Regions from separate parts of the Oryctolagus cuniculus genome. Here region 1 is linked to region 2. Evidence: chromatin contacts called from public Micro-C data. All regions are on one chromosome and are shown on one strand. Each heading gives the region's core, a stretch centred on a gene start, on an enhancer-like site or on the middle of the called end of the contact. The rest is flanking DNA. Distances are from core to core; before and after follow the strand shown. Region 1 overlaps NFIX (nuclear factor I X). Region 2 holds the start of NFIX (nuclear factor I X).

What was found. A called contact is a pair of places that touch in the nucleus more often than the background predicts.
Region 1: a Micro-C map of ear pinna shows a contact between it and region 2, with 2.6 times the contacts expected there. The contact joins the enhancer-like site here to the promoter of NFIX in region 2. A contact is called at or near these places in 2 of 6 Hi-C or Micro-C datasets (ear pinna and an unstated tissue).

The regions. Positions count from the first base shown.
Region 1 is chr16:62,485,550-62,491,318 of mOryCun1.1, forward strand. The region is part of intron 2 of NFIX (nuclear factor I X); the gene reads left to right. Among named protein-coding and RNA genes, the nearest start is that of LYL1, 34 kb to the right of the region's middle. Within about 2 kb of position 4,287, at least 1 of the 8 cell types and tissues checked has an H3K27ac peak or open chromatin away from gene starts, as enhancers often do. A contact at or near this core is called in ear pinna, where this site is marked.
Region 2 is chr16:62,429,916-62,435,834 of mOryCun1.1, forward strand. It overlaps NFIX (nuclear factor I X), which reads left to right and starts at 3,049. Exons shown (of 11, transcript XM_051839483.2): 1 at 3,049-3,412. The coding sequence starts at 3,386.

The DNA.
Region 1 (5,769 bases), core at 3,037-5,536, 57 kb after region 2:
TTCTGGGACCCTGTCTCCCTGCGGCAGCAGGCTGGGTATGGACTGTGCCACCGTCCTTTCTCCCTAGGCTGGGCTTTGCGCCAGCACCTCTCTCCATGCACCTGACCCCGCTGGGGTGACCCCAGGATCGCCCCCTAACGACTCAGTACACGTGCGGTTCCCTGTGCGTGTGAGTGGTCTGTGGGGAGGCCCGTGGGGTGCGGTTTCGCAGGAGGGGAATGAGGGCTGAGAACCAACGGGCAAGCAGACCTGGGATCCTAATGAGAAAATTGCTTCCAGCCCCAGCCAGCGCCGCCGCAGGCCCCGCCCTTCGGAAGGAGGTGGGGAAAGCAGCTGGGGCAGGGGAGGAGCGAGCTGGGCTTGCACACGACTCAGCGACTCACCCCCACCTCCACATCCCCCCAACACACACACACCTTGGAGTCTCTTCCGCCTCTCAGGGAGGAGGGCACCGACACCTGTGAGCTCCAGGGCCAGACTTGGCTCAGGACCCACTGCTTGGTCCTTGGTAAGCAGGAGGCAGGGCAGCCAGAGGAGTGCCCTTCTTCCCACTCCTGCACAGCTCTGCCGCATTTGTGGCGTGCCCCCTGCGTGCAGAGGGCTCGGGGAGGTGGGCTGGGCACACCTGCCTGGCGGCATTTGGTCTCCCCGGGAAATAGTGTTGAGAGTGCCTGGCTTTTTGCGTAAAGAGGTGCTTCATGGGAAGTGTAGCCCCTCAGGGTCTTTGCCTGTCTGTCCACTAGGGCAGTGCAGTGGCCACACCCCCAGCGCAGGAGGGAACCCATGGGGTGCAAAGCTGGCCCCACTTACATCTCCCTTCTGTCCCCCACTCACTCGGGCCTCTTAGCACGCGCAGAGTTAGTGCAGCGCAGAGTTAGTGCAGCCCAGCACGACCCGAAAACTCAGGGGCTCTTGTTCAAGGCCGGCGCCGCGGCTCACTAGGCTAATCCTCCGCCTGCAGCACCAGCACACCGGGTTCTAGTCCCGGTCGGAGCGCCGGATTCTGTCCCGGTTGCCCCTCTTCCAGGCCAGCTCTCTGCTATGGCCCAGGAGTGCAGAGGAGAATGGCCCAAGTGCTTGCGCCCTGCACCCCATGGGAGACCAGGAGAAGCACCTGGCTCCTGGCTTGGGATCAGCGCAGCGCGCCAGCTGCAGCAGCCATTGGAGGGTGAACCAATAGAAAAAGGAAGACCTTTCTCTCTGTCTCTCTCTCTCTCTCTCTCTCTCTCTCTCACTGTCCACTCTGCCTGTCAAAAAAAGTTCAAGATTACAACAGCAGAATCCAGGGCCATGAAGCCCACCGGCCACTGGCTCGGGCATGTGTGCCTGTCTCTGCGTCACCCAGGCAGTCGCCCAGGAGAGAGACCTGGGAAAAGCTTTTCATGACCTGGGACTTTGCTCTCTCTCTGTTGCCCCAGCCCTCAGTGATGACCAAAGACAGGGGTTGGAGAGAGGAGGGCATTGCGGGAGGGGAGGGGTGTGTAGAAAGAAAATGGGCCACTTTTTTCTTGTTGGATTTGAGAGGCCAATGAAGGCCGAGAGCTTCCCATCTGCAAACCGGCTCCGCGGCACCAGGAGGGAGGAGGGCCTGAGACTGCTAGCTAGGAGCTCAGTCCCTACGTCCCACGCGGCTGTCAGGGACGCAGGTTCCTTGAGCCGTCACATCACAGCACCCCTCCCCACCTCCGTCTGCATCAGCCGAAACCTGGAACAGGGAGTGGAAGCTGGGTCCAGCGCGTCTTAACTGGCCACACCTGGGCCACCTCATGAGTGCATAGCAAGCCCCAGGGCAAGCCTGCCCTTGGCATCCCCCCCATAGGGTAAACCTGCCCTGGAGCCAAACCCCGGGGCAGGGGGGAACCTGCAGCAGGTCTGAAGGTCCTTCCCTGGGTGGAGCCTCCCCGCTCCCCCCTCCCAACACTGGCAAGATCCCATGATGCCTCTGCTGAGCTGGGGGAGCCAGCGAGAGTGCTCAGAGGGAGGGAAGAAGGCAGAGCAAGGAAACAACCCCATTGTCATCCCCAAATTACTGGCTGGGATGGCAGGGGAGGAGGCGGAAAGCCGACATTGTTTACTTAATTAAAAGTAAACAACAATTTGCTGCTGCCAGCCTCCCATTAGCTGTGTGTAGTGCTGGAGACAGGGGCTTTCGCTCCCACTGAGCCGGCTCCTGATGGCCACACCCCCAGCGCCGGCTCCCTGGGGTGGGGGGCAGCCCTTCCCCACTCCTGTCTTCTTTAGGCTGAAGAGGTGGAACAAGGAGGGAAAATACAGCCCGGTAATGTCTCAGAATCCTGCGGGTCAGGAGGAGAGACACTGGCACTTGGCTGGCACTGGGGGGAGCTAGACACCCCCCCCCCCATGGGTGGCCCAATAGTGGCACTGGCTGTGGTGGGCAGGGCAGGTAGGGCACAGATGCTGGGCTACCCAGGGAGAGGAAGGTGCCTTCCTCTGCCCACCCCCCAAGGCCCGCCCCAGTCCCGAACTACCTGGAGGCCTGGGCCTCCCTACCCCACCTCCTACTTTTTCCTTTTCCCTCGTAGCAGCGTATAAACATTCTTCTCCGATCTTGGCTGTGTTCCCAGAAGGGGACTTTTGGGGGGACCGGGAGGGCTGGGACAGAGGCAAACTCTGGGGCCCCAGTGGGGTGGAGCCACTTCAGCTATCCACCTCCCAGCTCATCCCTGGGCCAGGGATGCTGGCATTGAGTAAGCTGAGGCCAGGACAGAGCCCAGGATGGTCCTCAGGTTGCACTGCCCCCAGGGTCCTGGCTGTGGGGAGAGAAGGGGGTGGAGAGCCTTGGAGACCCTAGTCTGCAGCAGTGTGTCTCACCCCAGGAAGACCTGGGCGATCTTACTCTCCCCGGCCATCCTGCCGGCCGCCGTCCACTGTCCCGCCCGTCCGGACCTCGGCTGGTCACGCACGGGGCGGGGGGCGGGGGCGGGGGTCTCGCACGCATGCGCACACAGAAAATTTGAGCCGTCTGTCCGGCGCTTAATTGAATTAAAGGACTGGAGTTTGGCAGCGCATCGTGTATCTGAGCTGCGGCTTCTCTGGGCCGCGGCAGCAGCCGGCTCAGGCTCCCTGCGACTCCAGCTGCTGTTGCGGCTGCTCCATGCTCTTCTGCCTTGGCCGGGCTCCCTCTTCCCAGGCCAGAGGCTCACAGGCCTGGGGGGTGTCAGGATGCCTGCTCCCCCACTCCCCGACTTGCTACCAGCTCCTGCCGCCCCCAGGGGAGAACCTGCCCTACAGGAGTAGCCAGGACAGGAGCCCTGAGGGATGGAGGGGGCTGAGTGTATGTGGTGGTTGTGGGGGTGTGTTCCGCTGCCACCCCTCCCTGGGAGAGCCGTGGGAACAGTGATGCCTCCCCCCAGCCCCCCCCCCCCCGGGAGCAAATGGGTGGCTTCAGAAGCTCACTCCCTTCGTCCCCTGCCCGCCACCACCTGTTACCAGCCCTCCCCCCACCCCCGCCCCTTACTGGAGCCACACAACCAATTCTCTCCCCTCCTTGGGGAGCGGAGGGGTGAGCTCAGGCCCTGCTGTCCCCCACCCCGTGAGTAGAAGGGAGGGGCACTGGCAGCCTGCCTTGCTCCCCCGGGGCACCAGCCTCCAGCCCCCTGTTGTGCTCTGCTATGTGGGGGTGCCTGCTGTGTGCAGACTCTGCATCCCCCAACCCCCACCCTTGACCCACAGCTCCAGAGAAGCCTGGACAAGCTGCTAATGGCTGGCAGTGCGGGCATCCCACCACCACGGGGACCTCCTGGGGGGGGCACCACCCGTGGTGCTTGGGCAGTGGCTGGGGCACAGGAGGTAGGGAGCAGGAGGGCCAGTAAGCCTTCTTCCATCTGGGGCCGAGAACTGGGGGGCCAGGGAAGCAGCCGGGCCCTGTGAGGGAGCTGCACTGCCCAGGGTCAGGGGGGTGGGGGGCGGGCCTCACCTCAGCTAACCTCCCCCGTGGAACAAAGGGGCCTTTCTCCACACCCGCCCGGGAGGGTGTGCCTGCCCGCTGCTGCTGCTGCTGCCGCCGCTGGGAAGGGTGCTCATTCCCCCACCCCCTCCTGACTTTTCTTCATTTCTCTCCCCCCATCTCTGGTTCCTGATCTCTCAGTTTTAGTCTCCTTTATATCCCCCACCCCGCCACGTTCTTTTTGCATAAGGGAGGGGTGGCGGAGATCGTCCTTCTAAGTGTTTATCAAGTGCACAGACAAAAAGTGAGGACGTCCCGGGGTGTGTGAAGAATATTCCTGGGGTCACACGCTGCCCCCCGCCCCCGCCCCGTGTCCAGGGGAGAGGCAGGCAGGTCTGAGCCCCCTCCCTGCGGGTGGGAGCGGGCTCACGGAATCACAGACCCCTTCCCCCGCCGCTGCCCCAGCTATGCACCTGGCGGGCGCCCCACCTCTCACTTCTCCTTGCCGCCCGCCCGTTCCGCGGCCCCCTTCTGTCCGGCCCCGCACCGCAAGCTGTTCCTAATCAAGCTGGGCCCTCCCTGCACATCACGGGATTTGCTTGGCAGCCGCAGCGGCGGGACGCGCCGCCTCGGGCAGCTCCTTCCTCGATGCCCCGCCGGGGGGTCCGAGCGGCCCGAGTCTGGCCAGGTCCTGTCCTTCTCCTTCCGGCTCAGGCCTCATGGGTGTGCAAGGGGGAACCCCGGCCCCTGGAGCCCCGCCGCAGCCCGCAGAGAGCAGCTAGCGTTAACTCGCTGCGCCACCTAGCTGCGGCGCCGGGGAGTGCAGCGGCGCTCGCCGCTTCCAGCTCCTTTTGCTCCGTCCGGTCCCACCTTGATGAATGGGCGATTTGGCTCCTGGCAGCTGGGGAGGATGGATGGATGGATGTCATTTTTGTCGCTTCTGCAGCGGTGGCTATCCTCATATATGCTTGGCACTTTACAATGCGTAAAACCGTCGCATCCTCTGTCAAACTGCCTAACAATGCCAGTGCACAGCTCACCGTGGCTGTCTTAACCCATCTTGTTTTGTTGCACCGGGAGACTAGAGATGTACTGGGATCGAATGGCTGCAGCACGTCTAGGCCCAGGACTCCAGGCCCAGGGGCCCTGTGCAGTACCTGGTGCTGTCTTGGGCCCCCTGCAGGAGGTCATCTGTTTGACCCAGCTGCCCCAGGCTCTAGGGGGGAGGGAGGGGCCAAGTGAGAAATTTGGAGTCTAGGGCCCAAATTCCACATGCCTTGTCTGCACAGCTCTGGATGGTGGCTGCCTTAGGACTTGCCCTTTGCAAGAACTGTTTGTGTTCTAGCACTTGGGGAGGAGGCCAGCATGTCCAGGCCTGTGCCCAGTCCCCTGTTGAACTTGTAAGGGAGGATCAGCTGGGCTCTGCGGGTTGGGCCTGTGATGAAGAGGTGCCAGCTAACCGGGACTTCTGTCCCCTGGGTGGCCAGCCAGGGCGGTCACAGCTGGACGAAGGACGTGGAAGGATCTTTTGTATGGAAGTGACCCCACACAGGGAGGAACCCCACCAAGGCCTTTTCCTCAAGGGGCTAAGGGGGGTGTCTAGAGGGTGCTATAGGTCATACAGGTCAGCCACCTGGGGCTCTTGTCGCATCCAGAGCTGGAGTGTCCCATACCCCAGGCCTGGCTTAGCCAGAGGCTCCCCATGTGGGCAGAATTGGAAGGTAGGAGAAAGGTCCCACTTAAGCGTCTGGTTCTGGTGGTCTGTGTTGGGTGCTCATTGATTAGCCAGAATCAGTCTCGGTCTCCTCCAGGGCCAAGATGAGTCCCTGGGTGGAGGAGGCACCTTAGGGCTTACTGGCCTG
Region 2 (5,919 bases), core at 1,799-4,298:
CCAGATTTTCATTCATGCCACCTCCCCCCCATCCCAAGGCAGGGCTTGTTGTCTCGTTCCCGCCATGTTCCCAGGGCTAGGCCAGGGCCTGGCAGGCACTCTTGTCTGCCTCACGGTCCCCAGCACGCAGCGCCACTAGGCAGCGGGCCGACCCACCCAGAAACACTCCTGTTCATACACTGGCCTGCAGCTCTTCGGTGTCTCCAGAGGGTGCTGTCACTCTGCCTCAATGAGGTACAGTGACCAGGAGCACATGCCCCTAAGATATTGAGAGAGAGAGAGAGAGAGAGAGAGAGAGAGAGAGAGAGAGAGAGAGATCTTTTGTCTTCTGGCTCACTCCCCAAATGGCCGCAATAGCAGGTGCCCAAAGCCTGGAGCTCCACCCTGGTCTCCCATGTGGGTGCAGGGGCCCAAGCACTTGACCCATCTTCCTCTGCTTTCCCAGGTGCATCAGCAGGGAGCGTGATCGGAAGCCGAGCAGCCGGGACTTGAACTGGTGCTCTGATTGCGGGATGCTGGTGTCCCAGTGTCACTGCTACTGTTCCCTGTTAGGGACATTTAGACACACAAACACGTGCACCACCGGGGGGGGGGGTGCGTGCTTTCAGGAACCCACTGGGCATGGCCTTAGTAGCCTCCACACAGCAGGACCTGCACACACACACATGTACACATGCACGCACTTGCCCACCTGGGCACCAACATTCCCTTCAAAAGGCCATTCATAGCCCAGAAGGTCTCCAGCTGTCTGGCTGTGGGGGGCCAGAAGATGCTGGCTTAATGGCAGTGAGGAGGATCCACCTGGAGGGGCCGCAGGTACCACCGTTCTGCCTGTCTTGGATCGCCTCAGGGCACCTCTGCCCCCGTTCCCCCAGCACCTGCTTTCCCTCGCCCCGTTCTCTTCTCTCTCTTTTTTAAGACTTATTTTAGGGGCTGGCATTGCATCACAGCAGGTTAAAAGAGGTCTTCCATACTGGTTCACTCCCCCAGATGGCCATAACAGCTGGGGCTGGGCCAGGCTGAAGCCAGGAGCCAGGAGCTTCTTCTGGGTCTCCCACACAGGCACAGGGGCCCAAGGACTTGGGCCATCCTCTGCTGCTTTTCCCAAGTGCATTATCAGGGTGCTGGGTCATGGATGTGGAGCAGCCAGGACTCAAACCAGCGCCCATATGGGATGCTGGCACTGCAGGTGGTGGCTTTACCTGCTACACCACAGTGCTGGCCCCCATCCCCCTCCATTCCTTTCTGTTCTGGAAGTGGGGAGCCAGGGGCCTGCAGGAGTGGACAGATCCCCACCTCAGTATGTATGTTCACATATCCCAGGCCTCCTTGCCCTTGTCTGTCCCTAACAGCCGGGCTTTGTGTCGCCTGCCATATTTCTGGGCGTCCACCCACAGGACTATGGGCAAGTGTGTATATAGGGGGTGGGGGGCACAGGCACAGCCTGTGTGCTATGTGTGTGACACCCACGTGCAGAACTGTCAGCTGACAGAATACCAGGCTCACCTGTCAATGTGTCCAAGGCCTGGGCTACATCCGGGCAACAGGGTGTGATATATGTGCCCTTCTGTTGTGACAGTTCATGTTGCTTTCTTTTCTAAGATTGATTGATTGATTTGATTTTTAAAAGATTTTATTTTTTGTTTATTCATTTGAGAGGTAGAGTTACAGACAGTGAGAGGGAGAAACAGAGAGAAAGGTCTTCCGTCCACTGGTTCACTCCCCAAATGGCCGCAATGGCTGGAGCTGTGCCAATCCAAAGCCAGGAGCCAGGAGCCTCTTCAGGGTCTCCCACACAGGTGCAGGAGCCCAAGCACTTGGGCCATCTTCTACTGCTTTCCCAGGCCACAGCAGAGAGCTGGATCGGAAGTGGAGCAGCTGAGACTAGAACCAGCGCCTATATGGGATGCCAGTGCCACAGGCGGAGGGTTAACCTACTGCACCACAGCGCTGGCCCCACGATTGATTTTAAATGTGATTTTAAAATTTATCTGAAAAGCAGTATGAGAGAGAGAGAGAGAGAGAGAGAGAGAGAGAGATCTTCCATCCAATGGTTCACTTCCCAAATGGCCTCAAAGGCTGGGGCCGGGCCAGAGCAAGTTGAAGCCAGGAGCCAGGAGCTTCTTTCAGGTCTCCCACATGGGTGCAGGGGCCCAAGCACTTGGGCCATCTTCTACTGCTTTCCCAGGCACATTAGCAGGGAGCGGGATCGGAAGTGGAGCAGCCGGGGCTTGAACCGGCGTCCGTACGGGATGCTGCTGTTGCAGGCAGTGGCTGTACCTGCTACGCCACAACGCCGGCCTGGGCCATTGTTGCTTTCTATCGCTGACATTATGTGTCTCTTTGTGTTGTTTGGCCCACGTGGATGGCGTGGGTTGGTGTGACAGTGGGTTCGTGTGATGTCACGGCACCATTCCAAGTGTTGGAGTGGGTTGCTACAACTGTCCATGTGTTTGTACAAGAGCTGGGGGGTCTGGAATGAGTCAGGGTGTGGCTATGGGATCACATGTGTGTCAACGTGTGTGTGTGCATCAGCATGGATGTGTGTGTGTGAGAGAGCGAGCGAGTGCATTCACCTCGGTACGTGGTACGTGTGTCAGGGTGTGTGCTTTGTCTTCGGATCGTGGAAGAAGTGGCATGTGTCGTGGCTCTGAGCTTGGCTACCCCCTGTGGGTCGGGGTGTCTGTGCTAGAACGCAGGCCAGCACATGTGGGACCGGCCTTGTGGCTGTGCCTGCATGCATGCGTGTGTGTGTGTGCATGTAACAGCGCGTGTGTGGGTCTGCAGGCAGGCACGCATGGGTGTGCATGTCCTGAGCGAAATGTGTGCGTGTGAGCATGCATGCATGTGTGCGTGTGCGTGTGAGACAGAGAGAGAGAGAAAGAGAGAGCGCGCAGGCCGCCGCTCCCCGCCCTGCCCGCCCCTCCCCGCGCCCCTCCTCCCGCCCGCGCCGCCCGCCCGCCCGCTCCCTCTCCCCGGAGTGCGCCGCCGCTTCCAAACTTTGTCTAAACTTTCACTTTCACAGCGCGGCGGCGGCGGCGGCGGCGGCGCGGGCGAGGGTGACCGGCCGAGCGGCGGCGTTATGGAGTAGACGCGCGGCGGCGGCAGCGGCGGCGGCGGCGGCGGCAGCGGCGGCGGCGGCGGCGGACGCGAGAGGCAGCGGCGGCGGCGGCGGCTGCGGCGGCCCCGGGAGCCGGCGGGGCCGAGTCTGCGAGCGGCGAGCGCGGAGCGGCGCCGGGCCGAGCGCGGGGGCCGCGCGGCGGAGGCCGGAGCAGCCGAGCCGGAGCCGGAGCCGGAGCCGGAGCCCGGAGCCGAGCGCGGCCGCCGCCTGCCGGGCCTCCCCTCGCCGCGGCCGGCCGCCGCGCTCCAGCCCGGGCGCTCAGCTATGTACTCCCCGTACTGCCTCACCCAGGTACCGGCCGCCGCCCCCGCGCGCGCGATCGGGGGAGGGCAGCGGGCGCGGGAGGCCGGCGGGCGGCGCGGGCGGGCGGACGGGCGCAGGGGGCGCGCGGCGCCGAGGCGGGGGGCAGTGAGCCTGCGGGCCGCCGAGGGGTGCAAGTGGTGCCGCGAGGGGACTCCGGGCACGCGTGCGGGCGTCACCGCGCGCGTGCGACCCTGGCCCGCGGGCGGACTCCAGCTGGGGGGCTCCGGACGGGTTCGGGGTGGAAGCGGGGAGAGGGGGGGCGGGTTGGAGGGAGGTGGTGGCGGGGCTGCGTGCGTGGCGCTGCCCCCGGGGGGCGCGGGGCGGGAGTGCGTGCGCGCGTGGAGGAGTGGAGGGGGGGTTGTCGGTGGGCGGCGGGACGGCCAGCGACCTGCGGGCGGCTGTGGCGCGCGCCGGGAGGGGGGCGGCGTGACCGCGGGCGGTGTTTTTGCAAGGGTGACAGAGTGGCAGGAGGGTGGCCCCGAGGGCGCAGAGGGGACACCGGGTCCGGCGCCGCTCCCTGGGGCGGGCGCAGCGGTTCCCGAGGGTGGCAGCGGGCCGGCGTGCGGGCTTGGAGGCTGCCCTGGCGTGCGGCTGGGGGTGCCCCGGGGCGGGCCGAGCGGCCCGGGCGTCTCCCCAAAGTCTTTGTTCAGGCCTCACATGGGAGCGGGGCTAAGAAAATGGCGGGGATCCCAAATTTCGGAGGGACAGGGGAGGGGAGGAAGGGGCGGGCGCGCTGCCAGCCAGGGCCGCGCCTCTCCGGCGACCCTGGATGTCCAGCCGCGCACCACCACCCAGCCCCCTCCCCAAACTTTTCCCTTGCACAAACTTTTCCTGCCCCAGCCGACCCGGGCTGCTTGCGGGGTGGACCTGGCGGGTTCCCGCGGTGGGGGTGGGGAGGGAATCCCACCCCGCCAAGCCCTGAGGCGAGAGGGGCGGGGGAGGCAGCCCGGACGCGCGCGGCCCACGGTGCCGCTGCGGCCACGCCGTCGGGTCAGCCTCGGGCGCAACAGCGCCGACCTTGGCGCGCAGAGAGAGCGCGTCCCGCCTCCTGCGAAGTCAGCGGCAGCAAAGACCCAGAGCGTGCCTGGCTTACCATCCTGTCCTCTCTAGAGGCTGTGGCCTGAGACTCCCCAGAGGGGGCACGAGAACCACCACCCCCGAGTCCTCCAATGGCCTTGGGAACGGCTGCTTCCGCGGTTGGGACACCTGGACGGAGTGGGGATGGCTTGGGTGCTTGGCCCTCAGTTTAGTTTAGCCAGGCCTGCGGTGTAAGTGTGCAAGGAGCTAGGCCAGACCTGGGGCTCTAACTGTTCCCTGTGCGTGGCCTGAGCCCTGCCAGTCTTATGCCCAGGGGTGCCAAGGGAGAGGAACCATAATCCACAGCTGAACGTGGGATCTGCAGGGGTGTACAATGAGGGTATGGCCAGGTGCGTGTGAGCCGTGGTGTGTGTGTGTGTGTCCTGTGGCCTCGTGGATCAGCCGTGGACAGCAGTGCCGAGTGGGTTAGATGGGGCCCTCGGTGAGCGAGTTGCCTGTAGACAGCGGATCAGAGCATTGTCGGGCAAGGACCCGCGTGCCCGAGTGTGTATCGATCGCAGTGTACGTGCAGGTGGGAGCAGGCACTCTGACCACTGTGACGGTGTGGGGTACGCCCTGCCTTGGACCTCCAACGACTGTGCCATGCTGGCTGCTTCCTCCTCCACCCCCATTCACACACACACACACACACACACACACACGGCCATCTCGCCCCACCTAGCTGCAATCCCTTCCAAGTGGGGCTACGCATGGCTGGTGTCTGGGGCCTGCTTGGGACCGAGACCCCCACATTTAAGCAGCTGGTTGGCCACCAGGTTGCCAACCAGGCTTCCACGCCAAGCACACCAGACATCTGGGCCTGGCCCCCACCAGTGGCTTGGTCAGGAACCTGTGTGTCCCCCCACCACCACCCTTGCACACACATGCACGCACACACACGTAGAGATTGCTCAGCACCTCCTTGGGGGGGACAGGCGATGATACTGGTGCCCCCTTGGAGTAGGGAGCGGCTGAGGCGACTCCCAAGCTAAAGATGATGGCCAGTGGGTCTGGTGGGGGGTGGCGAGGAGGTTGGCTGAGTGACATCCCAGAAGGGGGTGGCGGTATTCATACTCCCTCGTGTGTGTGTGTGTGTGTGTGTGTGTGTGCGCGCGCACACAGAGTAGGCCCAGGCTACAACAGCTGGAGTGTGCCAGGGGCGGCTGGGAGGGCAGTGGGCATGGCCCGGCCAGGCTGCCAGCCCTGCGTGGCCGGCAGGGAAACCCCTCCACTCTGGACAGGCGGTGGCTGAGGGTCGGTCAGCAGGGTGGTTTTTTTTTTTTTTTTTAACCACCTCTGTTTTTACAAACCTTTCTGCCTCCATAGTTCGCTCTGTCGATCTCTGTATGACAACCTCTTTCGCCTCGTTCGCTTTTTCCCCTCTGTCTCTGGCTGGCCCTGTCCCTTGTTCTCCACTT